Regions from separate parts of the Triticum aestivum genome. Here region 1 is linked to region 2. A link is a contact called in public Hi-C data. All regions are on one chromosome and are shown on one strand. Each heading gives the region's core, a stretch centred on a gene start, on an enhancer-like site or on the middle of the called end of the contact. The rest is flanking DNA. Distances are from core to core; before and after follow the strand shown. Region 1 holds the start of LOC123120973 (alpha-galactosidase). Region 2 holds the start of LOC123120970 (neurofilament light polypeptide).

Region 1 (2,879 bases), core at 366-2,865, 290 kb after region 2:
TTGTATTGGGTGTGTTGGGGACACAAGAGACTCTTTGTTATTTGGTTGCAGGGTTGTTTGAGAGAGAGCATCTTCATCCTACGCCTCCCACGGATTGATAAATCTTAGGTCATCCACTTGAGGGAAATTTGCTACTATCCTACAAACCTCTACACTTGGAGGCCCAACAACGTCTACAAGAAGAAGGTTGTGTAGTAGACATCAAAGTTGCAGCTACCGAGGTAGTGGAGGATGCGCCTACGTGCCTTCGTGATCGTGGGTGGCAAACTCCTCCTTGACGACCTACCTGCGTGCCGTCGTGATCGCGGGCGGCAGCTCCTCCTTGATGACCTACCCGTGCCAGTTACCAGGGGGCAGCCCGTTGATCCGGCCGTACCGGCTGTGCCGCAACGACACCAGATCCTCCTTCACGCGACGCCCGATTTAGACGCCACAATTACGTGGTGGGGATATCGGCTCCTCCTTGAGATGGCGGAGAGGGGACGCCAACTCCTACTTGACGCGGTTGTCAGGGGGGTGTGACTCTTCCTTGATGGCACGCGACATCAAGGGCGGTGTCTAACCAAGTTCCCGGAGCAACTTCTCCATCGGCAGCTCGATCTAACGGACGAACTTCCTGTTCGTCACCACGACCTTCGAGAGGAGGTGCGGTTGCTTCTGCTTCTGCGACGGCACTGGTCCTCGTTGTCGTCAGAGGAGATGGCGATCTCCTCCTTGCCGAAAGAGCTGGTGGCCGAAGAGCCCGAGGGCCCCGGAGAGCGATGGCGACGGCATAAAGATCCAAGGAAGATCCAGAGCCGTTGTCACCGCCTGCCGGCAAGGAGAACGACAACTTAGGCATGGTTTGGATGGGGAGAAGACGAGGAGTTTGAAGAAGCGAATGAGCGCAAAGATGTGGATGTGGACGTCGCTGGAGAACAGATTATATAGGCGCGGCTAGGCCAGCGGAGGGCGGTCAGCCTGCTTCAATGCGACACAATGGCCAGAGTTGGTTTCTTGAGACAACACGTCCGCATTGAAGCGGCCACGCATGTCTGGTGGCATTAATGCCGACCACTGCAGCTCTGGGCCGGCATGAATGCGGCGCATCCGTTGAAGAAAAAACATGGAGAGGATTTTGGGTGGGCCGGGTGTGTCAGGGCCGCAAAGCCCCCTCTGATTTGCGGGAAAACAGACGTCCGGACCCATTCACGGACGGATGCAGGGCTATGTTGGATGGCAAAAGAACGTCCGAACCATGCGCTCGAGACGGATGTGGATGGTTTAAGAGTCAACGTTGGAGATACCTAATGTATTTTAACCATCTCCCAGGTCGGTGGTCAAACTCCTCAGTCTTTTTTATGGCTCCGAAGCAACACATGATTCTCAGGTGACCAAAGTTATCGGCGCGCCCCCGTCTCCCCGCATTTCTCTCGGAGTGAAGTAGAGACGTGCCAGTAGGTCCAACGTGGTTGTTTCTGGATGGCTCACCCACAGCAGTCCAAACACGATTCTCAGATGACCATTTCAAATTATACTGGTTCTGCACACAGCTGCATGAAGGAATTGGTAATCAGCCGGGTGGCACCGCCACCGTGAGATCCCAGGCTCTAGTCTTGTCGTTACAACGACCTCACCCAGGATGCGTGGAGATGAGATGCATATAAGCGGATCACTCGCAAGACCGAGTCACATCACACTCACACGCGCGCACAGGGACAGTGAAAGGATCCTCTGCCATGGCCAGAGCGGCGGCACCCTTGCTCCCCTTCTTCTTCCTCCTGCTGTCCTCGACATCGCCGGCGGCGGCCCAGAAGAATCGCCTTGGCCGGACTCCCCAGATGGGGTAATGGATCTGTCACCTCTTTACTTTATTCAGTCGGTTTTGGTTGTAAACTTCCATAAAAATGCTGCGTCCTTTTTATGATGATCCTCTCTTTTTCGGAATCTGGTCCGTGTGGTTAAGTACTGATTTGATTAGGACCCTCTGACGAACGTTCGCTGGGGGAGGCGGCACATGCAAACAATTCAATGGCATTTTTAGTTGATGAAGTGGGGAGATATGGCATTTTCTTCACAAGATATTCTCGTTTTACAACTAAAACTGCTATAGCAAAGATGGTTCGTTTGTCAAAGCGAACATTCGCCAGGGAAACATTTTCGTTTGATTAAGTCTCTTCCTGCAGTAGTCCCAAAAAATGATATGCTCTGCTCTTGCCTTTAGGACTTGTTCCCCCTCAACCCCCTTCAGGCCTCCTTTGGTTTGGAATTTTTTTTGTAGGAATTTTACAGGAAAGGATTTTCAAAAGGAAAAAAAATCTTTTATAGTCCTTTGGTTTGTAAGAATAGAATCATATTTCTACGGAGGAATTGTTACCATCCTGCACATCTCAGGAAAATAAACATTACCCTAGACTCAATGAAAACAAATCCTATGATGTGAACTAACAGACATCTATCTTCCTATTCCTATTCATATAGGATTTAAAATACACGACATCTCAATTTCTACAAGTTTCACATTCCTATTATATTCCAACCCTATGAACCAAAGAAGGCCCGGATCCTCTTCAAGCCCTTCTAAACCGAACAGGGAGAACTGGTTTCTATCTGCTTCTCCATGAAATATTTCCAACAATCAAGTCTTGCTGAACTGACAGCACGGTGTATTCAGGTGGAATAGCTGGAACCACTTCGGCTGCAAGATAGACGAGGTGATAATCCGAAAAATAGGTAAGGATGGTGCTCCCTTGCTCTCTTAGCCAGGAAAATCAAACCTTGCATTGCTGCAAAAAATAAATAAATCACCTTGTGTTTGTGCAGCTGATGCCATGGTGGATACTGGTCTTGCGAAACTGGGGTATGAGTATGTCAACTTAGGTAATCGCTTCGCGTTTCTC
Region 2 (2,887 bases), core at 230-2,729:
AGTCTATTGGCTAATGACATATGACGCGAGCAAATAGACACGGGAAAAGGTCGGTTGTAGAAAAAGAGATCCAGGATACTTTTCTTTAATATTGCAAATAAATAAATTATCCATGATATTTGGAATACAAAAGTTTGTAAAACTGGGACATTTACTTGATCCAAACATCTCCAAGCATTTACAACTATAGTTTTTCTACAGGCATGATATCCCTATGGAACTCCAAAGAGAACTTTGCATCCAAAGAGGGATACAAAATTTAAAGGAACTTTCAGCAAGTGGGAGAGGCTCCTACTGTTCTACTAAACTAAAAACAATCTCTGTACAAAGCAATTAATACTCTCTCCCAATTCCTCATGCAAGAGGGCCAACTCATATGATCCTTGGGCTTCTGCAAGGCAACAGCTATACAAACTCAATGTTTTAGTCATCCCGTAAAAAAATAACTCAAGGTTTTAGTCCATGTGCATAGAATTAGGAGCATCCTCATAGGCAGTGAGTTGATCATAGAGCTCAGCAAAGCGCTCAACATAATCCTCCAGAGAACTGGTTGGAGCAATTCGAAACAATTTTCTGAGAAGAGTTTGATGTTGATTATGGCCAAACCTGCTCTGAAGTGGAGCACAAAAATCAGTCCAACTGAAATTGGGGCATTAATCTTTGCACTGATTCGAGCCACCTAGCAGCAGCACCTTCAAATTGAGCCGTGGCCATGGAAATCTACCTATGCATTGGAGTACCCTAGAGACGGAACTGATCTTCGCATCAATTCTGCCACAACCTTGGATTGGTGTCGTCAAATTTCGGAAGCTCCATTGGTAGAGAAAACAGGGAATGTTTAGTAGCATCCGCAACATGGAAATGTCGAGGGGAAAATTTTCTTGGAGAAGAATTAGCGCGCACCTCGGTGGCGGCACCGCCACGACCATGACCAACGTTCCGCGACGACGAACTCCCGTCCCCCTTGTGGCCTGGATCCGTGGTCTCTTGCTTGTACATGCTCGCCTTAATTTGCTCCTGATCGAGCGCAAGCTCTTCACGGACCCCATCCACCCGCACCGACATGAGGCCATCGAGCGTGGCATTATTCGCCTCTAGAAGTTTGCTCATGGAATGGAGAAGCGTGTCGCTGACGATCTCGTGGTGGAGGAGCTCGTAGACGACGCTGCTCTCGGGGTTGAGTTCCTCCATGGCTTGTCGGCGGCGGCGGTCGCTGAATCGAGTGTGTGTGGCGGTCAAGCGGGATCTCCAGGACGAAGGCTCTAAACGCCAACTTTGAGCTACTCACTGGATTCAACTCACAAGGACTAGGAATTTCATGGAAGTTTGATCTAGAATTTTTTTCGAAACGGAAGTTTGATCTAGAATTTTTTTCGAAACGGAAGTTTGATCTAGAATTCGAGTTTAGCTAGAAGTCACTTCTATGTTTTATCCATTACAACGAACACAGTCGTCCAAATCCTAGCCAAAGAAGAAAGAAGAAAGACAACGGCTAAAAGTAGGAGTACAACCGATCAGCTGGCCCAGTTTAGGCTTGCAAGCCATTGGGGAAGCTTCTTGGGCCTTGTCGACTAGGTCCTTGAGCTGGAGTTGTAGCGGCTACGCTGTTGTCGACAACGCTACATTAGGTACAATAGCTTGTTTTCTCCTTCAGTGTTAGTGTCCAAACAGGTCGTTGACATAGTAGACAGTTCAAAAGTCATCGTGCTAAATCCCAATAGGACCAGCGCACCAGAACAACAAACTCAGAAGAACACCTAAAAATGAAGCAGAAGCCTCCCCACCAGCAAAAACACACGAGTCGGATCGGCGACGACACCGGCAGGAGGCGGGAAAACCCTAGATGAGTAGCTTGTGTGGGAGAGGAGTTGTAAACGTGACGTTCTCTCCCCGACATTTCCTTTATGCCGAATATAGCAATGCTATGTCGACAGAGCAGAAACCGGTTCCTGTTATTTTCTTGAATCGATTCGTGTTAATTCCAGGCGCCATAGGAATAAGATGCATGGACTGTGCGTGCCGACCTGGTAGGGCACGTGTCCACCGTCGGTCCACATTCATGTACGCCTGAGCTGAGGCCCCCAAGCTTCAAATCATATAGTAATACACATACGGCGGCCCCACATACGGCTACCGTAGAATGTAAACCGGCCCTATAAATTCGGACCGGCCGGCCGGCCTGGTAGTAACGACGAACCAACAAGACAACTACTGTAGAACACAAGAAAGAAACCTGTAGCACCGAGCTAGGCGAAGGTCGATCGAGATAGATGCAGGGCGGGGAGAGCGCGGCGGGCGCGGCCAAGGAGGCGGGGGCGAACCTGGGCGCGTCGGCGTGGGCGGGCAAGGAGAAGACCATGGCCGCGGTGCAGGAGCAGGTGGAGAAGGCCAAGGCGCACGACGACCCGGCGGCCCAGGCGGAGGCGGAGGCCAGGAAGGAGGAGCGGGTCATCGAGGTGGAGGCCGCCAAGCAGGACGCCTACCGCCACAACGCCGCCGTCGCCAAGGACGGCCGCGCCGCCGCCGTCGTCAAGGATGAGAAGGAGGCGGCCGCCGACGACGAGGAGGAGGCCGTAGTCTCCGCCTGACGACTCCTCCGGAAAACCTCCTTCTCCAGTGTTTTCATTTGTTCGACCGACTGTATGTATTGTATTGTATTGTTTGGCGTGCTGACGTGCATTTGGAATTGTTGTTGTGAGAAGAGTTGTTGTTATTGGAGATGAAGATGCATTTTTTTACGTTACGTGCATCGCAATGCGATGTGATCCTTTGGTCCGTTCTGGTGGACCATGTACTCCTTCACCTTTAGCTGTTCAAAATCTGAAAACAAGAGGGAGAAGAAACCGGTAGCGCTTCCGACGGATTCGTTATCTCCCTCAAAACAAAA

The links. Hi-C and Micro-C count contacts between places; a contact is called where the count stands out from the background.
Region 1: a Hi-C map of leaf shows a contact between it and region 2, with 9 times the contacts expected there. The contact joins the promoter of LOC123120973 here to the promoter of LOC123120970 in region 2. A contact is called at or near these places in 2 of 5 Hi-C or Micro-C datasets (both in leaf).

What each region holds. Positions count from the first base shown.
Region 1 is chr5D:280,331,933-280,334,811 of IWGSC CS RefSeq v2.1, forward strand. It overlaps LOC123120973 (alpha-galactosidase), which reads left to right and starts at 1,616. Exons shown (of 13, transcript XM_044540925.1): 1 at 1,616-1,825; 2 at 2,654-2,712; 3 at 2,803-2,879. The coding sequence starts at 1,719.
Region 2 is chr5D:280,039,491-280,042,377 of IWGSC CS RefSeq v2.1, forward strand. It overlaps LOC123120970 (neurofilament light polypeptide), which reads left to right and starts at 1,480. Exons shown (of 1, transcript XM_044540919.1): 1 at 1,480-2,718. The coding sequence starts at 2,271. The coding sequence ends at 2,588. LOC123120968 (protein ENHANCED DISEASE RESISTANCE 2-like) reads left to right here. Exons shown (of 22, transcript XM_044540915.1): 22 at 1-187.